3 separate regions of the Mus musculus genome follow, and all the other regions are linked to region 3. A link is a contact called in public Hi-C and HiChIP or PLAC-seq data. All regions are on one chromosome and are shown on one strand. The core of a region is the stretch at or near the end of the contact, and the rest is flanking DNA. Distances in the headings are between cores, read along the strand shown.

Evidence for each region. A called contact is a pair of places that touch in the nucleus more often than the background predicts. HiChIP or PLAC-seq counts read pairs in DNA pulled down with a chosen protein or histone mark.
Region 1: a Hi-C map of the N1E-115 cell line shows a contact between it and region 3, with 2.8 times the contacts expected there. The contact joins two enhancer-like sites. A contact is called at or near these places in 5 of 484 Hi-C or Micro-C datasets (the N1E-115 cell line, Th1 cells, Th2 cells and 2 more) and 5 of 115 datasets of contacts at active chromatin or transcription factors (CD8 T cells, the HPC-7 cell line, effector CD8 T cells and 2 more).
Region 2: a BATF HiChIP or PLAC-seq map of CD8 T cells shows a contact between it and region 3, with 9 read pairs. The contact joins two enhancer-like sites. A contact is called at or near these places in 2 of 484 Hi-C or Micro-C datasets (Th1 cells and nephron progenitors) and 2 of 115 datasets of contacts at active chromatin or transcription factors (CD8 T cells and Th17 cells).

The regions. Positions count from the first base shown.
Region 1 is chr13:44,499,101-44,503,107 of GRCm38.p6, forward strand. No RefSeq gene overlaps it. Among named protein-coding and RNA genes, the nearest start is that of Gm40930, 3.5 kb to the right of the region's middle. Within about 2 kb of position 2,656, at least 27 of the 459 cell types and tissues checked have an H3K27ac peak or open chromatin away from gene starts, as enhancers often do. A contact at or near this core is called in the N1E-115 cell line, where this site is marked.
Region 2 is chr13:44,532,481-44,537,092 of GRCm38.p6, forward strand. Gm34276 (a long non-coding RNA gene) reads right to left here. Exons shown (of 5, transcript XR_873341.2): 5 at 1,485-1,639. Among named protein-coding and RNA genes, the nearest start is that of Gm47792, 25 kb to the left of the region's middle. Within about 2 kb of position 3,186, at least 90 of the 459 cell types and tissues checked have an H3K27ac peak or open chromatin away from gene starts, as enhancers often do. A contact at or near this core is called in CD8 T cells, Th1 cells and Th17 cells, where this site is marked.
Region 3 is chr13:44,319,298-44,323,818 of GRCm38.p6, forward strand. No RefSeq gene overlaps it. Among named protein-coding and RNA genes, the nearest start is that of Gm29676, 61 kb to the left of the region's middle. Within about 2 kb of position 1,939, at least 27 of the 459 cell types and tissues checked have an H3K27ac peak or open chromatin away from gene starts, as enhancers often do. A contact at or near this core is called in CD8 T cells, the N1E-115 cell line, Th1 cells and 1 more, where this site is marked.

The sequences.
Region 1 (4,007 bases), core at 1,406-3,905, 180 kb after region 3:
AATTGCATAGTCTGTATTCCAGCAGTCCTGTCAACATGCAAATTACAAAAACAACATTCCCCCCGTCCAAAAAAGAGCTGTATCAACTGTCAGAGAAAAGTGGGGTTATCAAAAGATATCAGTCAAAGTTCTACAAAAACTAGAGCCCTTCAAAACTATGACTCCCCCAGTATCACAGCCAGATCTTTGTTTAAATCTTTTATCCATGAAAGGTATGACGGGTTGAGTCACATATCCTTGTGAATAATGGTAACGGCTTGACTTTAGCAATGCTTTTCACTCTTTAACTTAAGAGTCCAGGAATTGCTACATTTTTTTTTAAGTCCAACAGAGGACATTCTCAAGTTTCTTTTTGTTCTTGGTGGTAGTTTGATTTGATTTGGTTTGGTTGTTTTTCAGAATATGTGAAAAGTAATTTGATAAACACCTTTGTAGAAAAGAAAGAAGAAACTCAGTAGGAGCTTGCTTAAGTTTGGGGAGAGGGCTTACAAAGGGGCGTTTTTTAGCTACTTTTTAACTTTTGAAGCTATTGTCAGCCCTTTAGAAGCATCTATTTACAGGAAGTCAATGTAGTAATTTGAGATTGTTCTTATCTCTTCACTAAGATAAGTCTCCCAGTAGCTCTTACTACCTCCTTCTGCCATACCTGGGGAAAGAAATCCTTTCTAATTAGAAGAGTATAAGCCAGCCCACCCTGGAGATTCTGAAGGGCAGGTGGGGTCCAGAAGCCGCTAGGAACCACCACCAAATGCCCAGGAATAGGGACTGGGAAGAACACTTTCCTCTGCCGACCTGTGTCCTGTGACAGAGCATCCCCAGACAGCAGGGTCCAGAGAACACATATCCATATCATGCTACAGCAACTGTGTATCGTGCAGTTCCGATGTTTAAGTGAAGTATGTTGGATCTTGGCACCCAATCATATCCTCACCCCCAACCCCAACCCTAACCCTAACCCTAACCCCACTCCCACCTCCCTTCTCTTCCCATTTTTTTCTCAGTGCTGAGGAGCGATCGAATCTGCGCCTTTCTTTCAGCACGCTATGCCAAGGGCTCTAGCACTGAGCTAAAATGTCATCAAAACCACTCTGAAAGGGTAAAGCTGGAGACAAGAGTGGAAGCACTGACAACCAGAACCAGGATTTCCACGGAGGAGACTGGTCTTCCTGAGACTCAGGGACAGTCTCTCAGCCGATAGACTCATTCCCCATCTTGGCTATGGTCATGGCGGTTACACACTCATGACTATTTGTCCAAACAGCCAGCCATTGTCTTCAAAAGTACAGATCCTTCTGGATGCAAATGATCACAAGGCCTATAGACTTATGAAAACTCAGCAGGAACCACCTGGATGGGAGTCATATCTATGGAGTATGGATAATTTGAACAACCAAATAAATAAAGGGAGTTACCGATTATAAACCATTGAAGGAAAGGTAACCCCTAACTCTCTACTGACAGAAATAAACAAATGAGACAAGAAGGTTCATGCTGACAAGAAGATGACCATACATGTGAATAATAAAGTCAGAAAACAAGCACATGATTTTCACTGTGGTAATAACTCGAGAGCCACCTAAAGACGCAAAAACAGACGGATAGAAGTTTGTAGGAAACTGCAGAGCTTGCCGTATGACTTTACACGATAACCACTCATTATACAAACATGTTCATTTTGGTGGCCGAGGATGGAGCCCAGGGCCACACGAATTCTGAGCAAGCAAAGCACCGTTGAAAACCCCAAGCCAGGCGTGGTGGTGGTGCATGCCTTTAATCCCAGCACTCGGGAGGCAGAGGCAGGCGGATTTTAGAGTTTGAGGCCAGCCTGGTCTACAAAGTGAGTTCCAGGACAGCCAGGGCTATACAGAGAAACCTGCCTCAAAAAAAAAAAAAAAAAAAAAAAAAAAAAAAAAAAAAAAAAAAAAAAAAAAAAAAAAAGAAAGAAAGAAAGAAAGAAAAGAAAAAGAAAAAAGAAAACCCCAGCTTCACAAACGAGAAATTTGGCAGACAGATACAAGAGCATCATTAAAATTAAGAACCAATAACGAGAGAAACTGATATCGTAAGTGTCCAGTATAGAAATCAGAGAAACAGGTTTGCTGTAAAATGCGTGCTTGTCATGCATAAGGCATTAAGTGCAGGGCTAGAGAGATGACTCAGTGGTTAAGAGCACTGACTGCTCTTCCAGAGGTCCTGAGTTCAAATCCCAGCAACCACGTGGTGGCTCACAACCATCTGTAATGGGATCTGATGCCCTCTTCTTGTGTGGCAGGTACAGTGTACTTAAATAATTAAATCTTTTTTAAAAAAGAAAAAAGAGGCACTAGGTGCAATTCCTAGCACCACAATGAATTATTACATTCATGTATGTGTGTATATATACATGAATATTACATTCATGTATGTGTGTATATATACACATACATGGTTCTGGCAAAAAGAACCAGAAAGCACATGCAGTGTGTGACAGATGGTAAGACGTGCCAAATAAGTCTATCCACAATAACATCCATGCCTCACCTGCAAAATTAAAATCAGGCTCTGCTTCCTTCCCACGCTAACATTTTAATTTCATTTTATTTATCTTTAGGCTTGGGAGGCATGCCAAGGTGCATATGTGAAGGTCAAAGGGCACAGTTCTCTCCTTCCACTGTGTGTGTAGAGCCTTCTACCCACTGGGCCATCTCACACTCCTGAGCTCTATCGTTCTTAACACCTGCGCTCGCCTTGAGACAGCCTGTGAGTGTTGGATGAGCCTGCTCCAGCAGGAGAAGTTGCCCCTATACATCTAAATGGCAAGCCAAGGCACACTCCCCTCCCCAGCTGGAGTCTGGCCTTGCCTTGATACCAAGCAGCTGTTGCCTGGCACAACAATGCTGGAGGCTCCAGTCAGGAAGTGGGAGCTGCCACATCCTCTGTTCAGCCTATTATCAGAGCTTAGCAGTTGGGCTCTCCTGTCAGAGTTTGGGTGGTACTGTGGCCTCTGTATTGTCTGCCTCTGGGTATCAATTGAGGAGGTCTGTTGACTCTTGGCCAGAAACCCTTAAGACAGTCACTTTGAATACCCCTGGAGGGTGGTAATGGTAACCTTGTATTAGTGCCTGCCATGCCCTTAGGGGGCCTGGCTGCACATCGGGATGAAGTCAGCAAGATGATGTCAGAGTGCTAAAAATACTCCGAAGGGGAGGTTTCTGGGATTAGTTGGAAGTGAGCTAGATGCTCATGTCACTCAATCTCTCTCTCTCTCTCTCTCTCTCTCTCTCTCTCTCTCTCTCTCTCTCTCTCTCTCTCTCTCTCTCTTTCTCACACACACACACACACACACAGAGCCAAAGACCCAGCAGTTCAAGGGTGGCCGTGAAATGTGACAGCTGTTGTGTGGCAGAAAAAATTAGGTGTGGGAGGGAATATAGAAAGATCTGATCGTTGGGTAGGTGACATTTTAGGACCGACCGTCCCTACTCAGAGACAGGATGCTAAGGAATTTTGTCCCCAACCCATAATTTGCAGAGGGAGCCCTCCACCCTAATGAAACAGGGATTAGCAGTCAACAAAGATTAAAGAAGAGAACTCCCTGGACCCCACCAGCTAGGGGAAGAGGAGCAGGTGGCAAGGCAGGAGGAAAGGTTTAGTAGCTTCAGAGTCCCTTGATCCTAATCTTTCCACGTGTGGGTTTGTAATCAGAGGCCCCCAAACAGTAATCAGCTCCCGGCTTCTCTTCCCACACAGACTCGGTACACAGGAAGAAACAGGAAGTAGGAAGAAGCGTTTACCTTTGGGGTTTTTATGTTTGTTTGTTTGTTTGTTTTTCTTTTCATCCTCTGCTCTACCTAAGTCTATTTGTGTTCCTAGCCCATTGTCTAATGGGCGCTTGGCCAATCTTTCTCCTCTAGCCCCCTCTCCTCCCCACCGGGATCACAAGGACAGAAGGATGCTAGCCTACAATGTATTCTCTACATCACACAGAAGGAGTAAAGTCCGTTTGGCAAGCCACCAAGCTTGGCTCT
Region 2 (4,612 bases), core at 1,936-4,435, 210 kb after region 3:
CTCAGAGGTAACCCAGAGAAATATTAAAAACTAGAACTGTGACACCCAAAACCATCTTTCCCCTGCATGGTCTCACTGAGGAAAAGAAGAGAAGAGAAGAGAAGAGAAGAGAAGAGAAGAGGAGAGGAGAGGAGAGGAGAGGAGAGGAGAGGAGAGGAGAGGAGAGGAGAGGAGAGGAGAGGAGAGGAGAGGAGAGGAGAGGAGAGGAGAGGGGAAGGCAAATGATGTCCCCAGGAGCCCAGGCTGTTTTATAGACCTTCCGCAGCCTTTTTGAGGTTGCAACCTAGACTCTTGAAGCTGGCTCCAGAGAAAGGGAGGAGCCGGCTAAGTCTTCAAAGTGAATCACCACCATTTGCGAAATTCTGCTGAAACGCAATTAGACCTCACGGAGACCCGGTTCTGGAACTGGGAAGTAAAACCACACTTTTAGTATCTGTGCGTCTCTTTGACATCTCTTTGTGTACAGTCCTGCCCTGCTTTTCTGCTCTCATAACTCATTTCCTCTGCTCACTCATCAACATCTTAACCCAGCACACCATCCCAGCCTGAGGGAGCCTTTCAGCTCTGGGGGCGAGGCTCATGAGCGATGTGGCAACCCTCGGCTCTCAGCAGGAACCCCAGAAAGGACCTGCCTGGGCACCTTGTATTTGGACTGAGCTCCCGGCAAGTCACAAGAATAGGATGGGTGTTCTGATCACATGGCTCCTCCAGCCCACGGATCATACACGCGAGGAAGGCTTCCTCTGAGGAAGCCTAGGAAATTGGAAGAGCCTCTCCATTTATAAGAACAGGGTAATCACCTCTCGTCATTAGCAGATCCGCCGGACAAATTAAGAAGTTTTGGATACAGATTGTTGTTTTTTTGTTTTTTTGTTTTTTGTTTTTTTAATAAAATATTAACGTCTGTAGTCCTGGCACTTGTGAGGCTGAGACAGGAGGACTGTTGTGAGTTCAGGGCCAACCTCAGCTCCGTTGTGAATTTCAGGTCTATCTGCGCTATCAGGTGAGACCCTGTCTCAAGAAGCCATAACTGTCAGGCAGTGGTGGCTCATGCCTTTAATCCCAGCACTTGGGAGGCAGAGGCAGGCAGATTTCTAAGTTTGGGCTACACAGAGAAACCCTGTCTCATAAAACCAAAAAAAAAAGCAGGGGGTGGGGGCGAAGGGGGAGAGGGAGGCAAAATGACCCAGTGTTTGCCAAGCCTGAGAGTTCTGGGAGTTCAGAACTCCCAGAGTGGAAGGGGAGAACTCATACACACACACACACACACACACACACACACACACACACACACACACACACGTTTTCTCTTCTACATGAATACCATGATATGTGTATGCCCACTTGTGCATGCACACACACAAACTAGATAGATAGATAGATAGATAGATAGATAGATAGATAGATAGATAGATAGACAGACAGACAGATAGACAGACAAATATGTAGTATTTTTTATTATTTATTTGCTTTACATCCTGCTCACAGCTTCTTCTACCTCTGCTTTTCTCAGTTTCTCCTTCTCCCCTCCCCCTTTACCCCCTCCCTCCCCCTTTCTCCTTAGAAAGGATGAGGCCTCCCATAAATATCAACCAGCCTTGGCATATCAAATCCAAGTGAGAGTAGGCGCATCTTCCACCTATGAGAACAAATAAACAGAAAGACTGGATTAGTTAGCTCTTCAGTACAAGAAGAAATGCCTGGTTAACCAAGATATGATGAAGAAAGGCTTATTTTGACATTCACATTTAGAAGTTTTAATCTATAATCACTTGACCCTGTGGTTTCTTTTATTTATTTAATAACTTATTTATTTTTTGTGCATTTGTGTTTTGTCTGCATGTATGTCTGTGCAAGAGTGTCAGATCTTGGAGCTACAAACACAATCATAAGCTGCTATGTGGGTGCTGGGAATTGAACCCAGGTCCTGGAAAAGCCGTCGGCACTCTCAACCACAAAGCTATCTCTTCAGCCCCGGGCCCCATGGCTTCTGATCTGGGCTAGCACATCGTAGTATGAGTTTATGAAGCAACACTACTCACTCTGTTTCTGGGAAATGGAAGAGAGGAAAAGGGAGGGCCCAGGATCCTGCGATCCTCTTTAAGGGCACAGGACAGTACAGCTGGAGATCTCCGGCTAGGCTCCACACTTTAAAGGTCCTACCAACTCTCAAGAGCTAGTTCACCAAGCTGGGGGGCCAAGCTTTTACCATATGGACCACTAGGGAGCATTCCAGATCCCAACTCTAAGAGAAGTCCCCTGAGACACGGAAGCATGACTCAAAGCTGAGACCTACGTTCCCAATCTTACCCGGCAAAAAGCAGAAAATATTGAGAAACCATGTCTCGGCCTCCCATCTGCTCAGCATGTCCACAGAGCTGAAAGCCACTTCTGAACCAGAGGCCCAGCTACTCCAGGGAAATGAAGAGGCTCCAGGGAATCCCACAGCCTAGGAGCCAGGGGCTTGCTGCAGTGTTTCATCAGAGGCTGACACTTGTTGTTGTACAAGACAGAAACGTGTTGTGGAGCAGCTCTGGTCTAAACCTCACAAAAATGCCAAGTGTCCCCTGACTTTGCCACAAACTTACAAATAAGTAAAACCATCTATCCTATGGTTGGATTGTCACCCCTGGAGGAGAACTGCAGTCAGAGCCTCAAGGGCAACTTTGCAGTTGAAGAATATCCCTGTTCCAGAAAAAGGAAAGGGAGTGTGCCACTGTTTAACAAAATGAACTTTAGTTTGACTGAGGCAGAAACCTTTTGGGCGCCAGTGGAAAAACACCATATCAAAATGCCCAAGGGTGGCTATTTTATTTTTGAAGTTATTAGGAGTGGGTGTTAACTAAACAACATCTTCCTAAAACAGTGTAAGTACAACCTTCATACAGACATAAGTAGACAGATACATTGTCTACAGAAAATTACCACCTGAAGTTTTGGTCCTGAAGCCTAAGGAAATCAAATTAATGTCCATATTCAATCAAACTCCACATACCAATGTCATTACTAATAGACCCATCCATGCCTCTAAGGAGGCGTCAGCAAATGTTACAGTCTTTACGATCTGTCGAGCGTTCTTGGCACCGGCGCATGCGCAGGACGTGACCCAGCTTGCTGATTCGTGGCTGCCCTGTGAACAGGCGTGCAGCTGCATCTCGGTGCCCCTTCATCGACTGTGGGTTTCCTTCCACAGAGGCCAAGCCACAGTTAGCCTGGATGAGAGTACCCAGCCGTCTTCATTTCCCCAGGCACAGGATGCGTCGACAAGAAGGAAGTGAATATAAGAGCCAAACAGCTCTTATTCGGCCTGCTTGCCGGCTCCATCCTGGTCCAACGCTTTAATCAATTCAGTGTGTTTAAAAATCAATTTCACCGGATGGGAGAAGAGAAGCTGCTCAAAGCCCTGTGGTCACTCAGGGCAGGAACACGGAGGCGTCCTCATTTTTCAGAAGGTCTGTTGTAGGGTGGAGTTTCCTCCTTCTCAGTCCACGAGTAAAGAAAAGATGCAGTCAGAGGTATGGGCCTGAGCACCAGCCAAGTGTGTTTTCTTGCTTTTCTTTTTTTTTTTTTTTTTTGTTTTTTTTGTTTTTTTTTGTTTTGTTTTGTTTTTTCGAGACAAGGTTTCACTGTATATCCCTGCTTGTCCTGGAACTCACTTTGTAGACCAGGCTGGCCTCGAACTCAGAAATCCGCCTGCCTCTGCCTCCTGAGCGCTGGGATTAAAGGCGTGCGCCACCATGCCCGGCTCACTAGCCATTTCTTGTAATTCTGGGCCAATGTCTAACTCTCCTAAGTTTCCAGGATGCAGTATAATGGGCCAGTAAAACCCTCCCTGCCTAATTCTGAGGAAGAGGTTTTTAAAAAGCTAAGGTAGAGTAGGGGCAGGCTGGAGGGATGGTGCAGTAGTTAAGAGCACCCCTTGCTGCTCTTACAAAGGACCCAGGTTCGGTTCCCAGCACCCACATCAGGGGCCTCACAACCACTTCTAACTCTAGCACCAACAGATTCTATAACCTGCTTCTGGCCTCCGCAAGAAACTACATACATGCCGTACACATGCAGACAAGCAGGCAGATGGACATAGACATAAATAAAGTACATTTTTTTAAAAAAGATGCGGAACAAGAGAGACGCATAGGAACCAGAATTCCTGATGAGGAGACCACACTGGGGCCCACGATTCTGCTGAGGTTGTTCAAAGGGGAAGCTACACCCTGCCTCTGGGGAAGTTAGAGGGGGGTGCGGGCACATGCTGATTCTCAGCTATGTCCTCCCACGTTTATCAAGCACCCAGTGTATGCTCTAAGACATATCTTAGCGATACATCAGTGATGGGTCCTGTGTTAGGGATACAGTTTGTCCCCCAAGGTCTCATGTAAAAACCTTGCTTCCATAGCAGCATCAGGACCTTTAAGACTAGGGCCTATCAAGAAATAATTAAGTCATTTTTGTTCATTAATGAATCCATGCCATTTTGAGGGAGTGGGTTAGGACACAGGGGAATGTATTGGTTGTTGTGATAGTGAATGGGCTTTATAAGAGAGCTTGGAACATTTTCTAATCTGCTACTTACCCTTACCACGAAGTCTTACCACTGGGAGGACATCTACCA
Region 3 (4,521 bases), core at 689-3,188:
TGAGGAGAAAGCTGTTTTCCATTTCTGGCAACCCATACTTCTGGCTTATCATGACAGGAGGAAAGGGGCTGAAATTACACTTGGGTTGGATTGCGTTGATCACATTTTTCCGTCTTTGTAGCTAAAAAAAAAAAAAAAAAAAAAAAAAAAAACTAGAAAACTCTCCTCTGGTGTTGCAGAAAATGGTAATAGAGTTGACACCACTGTTGGCATTCCGACTAAACTGCATTCATGAAAGGAAGTAGTAGGTTAGCGTCTTTCATCTTTTCTCCCTAAAACACAGCATGGTATCGTAAAAGCTAGGACTGGACCAAGAGTTTTTAAAACGTTGATGGCCTACTGCGCATGCTCACTGGGGGTGGAGTTGGGCGGGGCATGGGTAGGTATGATTGCCTGGTACTCATACTCACTGCGGGTGAGGAAGGGTGGGTAGGTAGGATGGTCTGGTGTGCTTGCTCACTGGGGAGGATGTGACTTGGAGGGGGCATGGGTAAGTATGATGGTTCATCTTTACGGTCAAACATAGTGTTGCCTTCTCTGCTTCCTGCCTTATCGGATTGAAGCTGCTGTCCTTTGCCACTTGCTCTGGACACCAGGATATTCTGCCCAATCACATGGGACCAAAACTTCTGAAACCAACAGTCATAACACATCTTTTCCACCTTTATGCTGTTCTTTAGGTGTTTTTTTTTTCCTTACAACAATGAGAAAAGAAGCTAAAAACAGGAAGTATGGCATCTTTCAAAAGGCTACTTTCAACCCTCCTCGCTCTGCATGCAACAGTTAGCATTGCAGTAGTGAATATCACAAGCTACGAGGCTTAATGTTTAAAAAAAATATATTCCTCATAGCTTTGGAATCCAGTCCAAGATCAAGGAATTGACAAGGCATCCCTGGAATCTCTCCTTGGTTTGTATATGACAATCTTTCCCCCAAATCATCAAGTTATCTTCTTTTGACACAGGTCTATGCCCTAATCTCTTTCTATATGGATACTAGACTGACTTAGGGATGGATCACCCATATGCCCTCATTTTAAGCAGTGTCGCCTTCTGAGGTGCCAGAAGTTAGCACTCCAACAAAGAGTTTTTAAAGGGATGTAACTTACCCCTCCCACTCCTTGGAGGGACTTGGTACTCAACTGAATAAACTCAGCTTCATTTCAGCTATAACAGACTCAGTCTGAGGCCTGGATTCATAAAGGAATAGAGCCGAATGCTCATCTGATGTCTGACTTGTTGTGGTTTATGCAGAACAACGCCAGCAGAAGCGGGGAGGACAGTGATGTCACTAAAAAGCATTCTCTTAGAAGGAGACCAGCTTCTGTGATCCCAGGGGGCATTAGAACCATGATATCCTTCTCTAGAAAAGAAATTATTGGATTTTTTTAATTTACATTTCAAATGTTATCCCCTTTCCCAGTTTCCCCTCCCTTCCTGTAAACCCCCTCTCCCATCCTCCCTCCCTCTGCTTCTATGGGGGTGTTTCTCCACTCACCCACCCACTCCCACCTCCCTGCCCTCCATTCCCCTATACTGGGGCATCTATCCAGCCTTCATAGGACCAGGGACCTCTCCTCCCCTTGATGCCTGACAAGGCCATCGTCTGCTACATTTGCAGCTGGAGCCATACGTACTCCCTGGTTGATGGCTAAATGCGGCAGGATGGTGTGAGCACTTTCTGACTGCACTCCTTCACCCCACCTCCCCTGGGACCTTCATTAAGGTTCTTCTCAAAAGGGATTTCCCTCTCACATCTACAAACATCAGAAAGGAGTGGAATGAGTCGCCAAATGATCAGAACGAACGTTTTCTCATGGCACTTTCTCCTGAGCAAAAACATGACTTCTTACGTGAGCAAAACGAAAGAAAAGTGATAGCAGATGACTAACCAGGGTGACAGGAAGATGTATGGGTGTTCGGGACATCGGGAGCTTTTGAAGCACGCAAGGCCGGTGCTGAAATGAGAGTGGGTGAGCAACCGCCCTCGCAAATGGAGCACAGGAAGAACTATGAATAAGACGCATACACACACACCAAAAAGACGTGTGTAATTTGCAGTGTGTAGCAGTGGGCTGACCATGATGGTTCTAAATACCCTCTGACACATTTTTACAGAGGAACCGGGTGGCTTTATTCTAGATGACAATCCCTTGCTAATTACCCTTCATGCTGACTGATAGTGGCACTGTGAGTCACCAGGGTTCTCCCGTGGAGCCCTGTTTACTCATGGGCCATGTGTTGGCTGTGATTGGGACGTGAGTGAATCCAGAAGCCCTTGATTACAGACCTCCATGTGGGGGATGAGGGTCCGGGTGACATCATGGGTCATGGACTGAATTGCACCCCCACCCCCCACCCCCAAACAAAAGCTGCATTGAAGTCTTAAGCCCCAGTTCCTACAAATGTGACTCAATTAGAAAGGAAGCCATTGCACATGTAATCGGTTAAGATAAGGCTCTATTTGATCAGGGAAGAGCCAACATCCGATATGACTGGAAAAAAGCAGAGAGAGAGAGAGAGAAGGACACCAGGAAGAGAACCATGGAGATAGACATTGGAAAGATGCATCTACAACCCAAGGAATGCCAGTGCATCCATTACTTTAGCTAACAAAAGGAGCCTATGGGAGAAAGGATTTATTTTGACTTATGGTTTTAGAAGATACAGCTGGTTCATAATGCTGGAGCCATGGATGGAAGGGGGAACGTGGGAGACAACTGATCGGCATGGCCTCTCCAGTCAGGGGGCAGAGAAACGTAAATGCTGGTCCTCAAATTGCTTCCTCCTTCTTCATCTTATATTCAGTCTGGCATACACATATACTTACACACGCATGTGCATGCACACACACACACACACACACACACACACACACACACATGCATGCACCAGCCCTTCAGGGTAGGTCTTCCCTGATCAGTTAATAATCTTTGGAAATAACCTCATAGACAACAACAAGGGTGTGCCTCTCTTATGCTGTGGACACTCTTAAATCTAATCAAGTTGTCAATAAAGAACTGGCCATCACAATCTGAAAACACCAAAGTCTGGGGAAAGGCAAAGGATTCTCTCCCTTTGCTTCAAGAGGTCAAGCCTTTGGAAGTCGGGGAGAAGAAGCGTTGCTCCTCCAGCCTACTGTACTTTGCAAAAGCAAGTACCCATACTGTGGTTCCCAGTCACAAACAAGCTTTGAACCCCATGGTCCTCTGCTCCACAGCTTCTAAACTGATAACTCTTCATAATAGTCCCCTCTTGAGCACAGTTCCAATATTTCAAAAACATGCAGACTTTTACTTTTCTTCTTTCCCTCTCCTCCACATTAGACACAAAGATGCCACAAGTTGAAGATGCCAGAGATTGTCCATTTTCCCCTCTCTGAGGTCTTAGCACTGGTGGCTGTGACCTGGACACAGCTCCAGACCTTCATCTTTTGCTGGGACTTGAACTCAAGTGATTTTAGACTCGATAACTAGAATTCCATTGTCACCAATGTTTTAGATTCCAAGGCAATGACCAAGAACGGGAACAGCACTGGAGAGATGGCTCAGTAGTTAAGGGCACTGGCTGCTCCTCCAGAGAACTTGGGTTTGATTCCCAGCACCCACAAGATGGCTCACACCATCTTTAGCTCCAGTATCAGGGGATACAATGCCTTCTTCTGACCTCTGGGAGCACCAAGCATGCATGTGATACACAGACATCCATGCAGTAAAACATCATAGTAAAAACATTTTTTAAAAACCTGAAAGAGGTGGAAACATACTTTCGCTTCTTCCTTGTGCTATTCTAGGATCTTGTTATAAAAAAATGAAATGGAAAATGTTTCTTGAATAAATAATTTTGCAGAAAGTAAAAGAAAGACTGTCAGGGGCTGGAATGATGGTTCGGTGGTAAAGAGCATCGACTGCTCTTCCAAAGATCCTGAGGTCAAATCCCAGCAACTGCATGGTGGCTCACAACCATCTGTAACAAGACCTGGTTTCTTTTTCTGTAATGTCTGAAGACAGCTATCGTGTACTTACATATAATAAATAAATAAATCTTAAAAAAAAAGAAAGACTGTCAGATAAGACTATAATCCATTAAAGCTGTCAGTCAATTAAGCTACCAATTAGGTTTTGTTTTGTGTGTTTTCACTATTGTTTTTACTTTTCAAACAGGCTCTCACAACACAGCCCAGGATATCCTGGAGCTGATTATATGTATCCCAGGCTAGCCTGCAACCCATGGCAATTTTCCTGCAGGCATAGACCACAATTACAGCTCAGTGTTTGCTGATGCTAAGAAAGCCAGTATACAAATGGATTATGGATGGGCTGTACGTAAAACAAAACTATGACCACTTCAGGAAGCCAACCCATTACTGGATGTTAACCAGCCCAGGAAGTCAGTCCACCACCATAAGTCAAACCTGTAAGACGTCAGACCATTATCTTCATCAACAATCCAGGAAGCCAAATCATACCTCCACAATAACGGGCTCAAAATAGCTAACCCTGAATAACAAAAGACAGCTTCT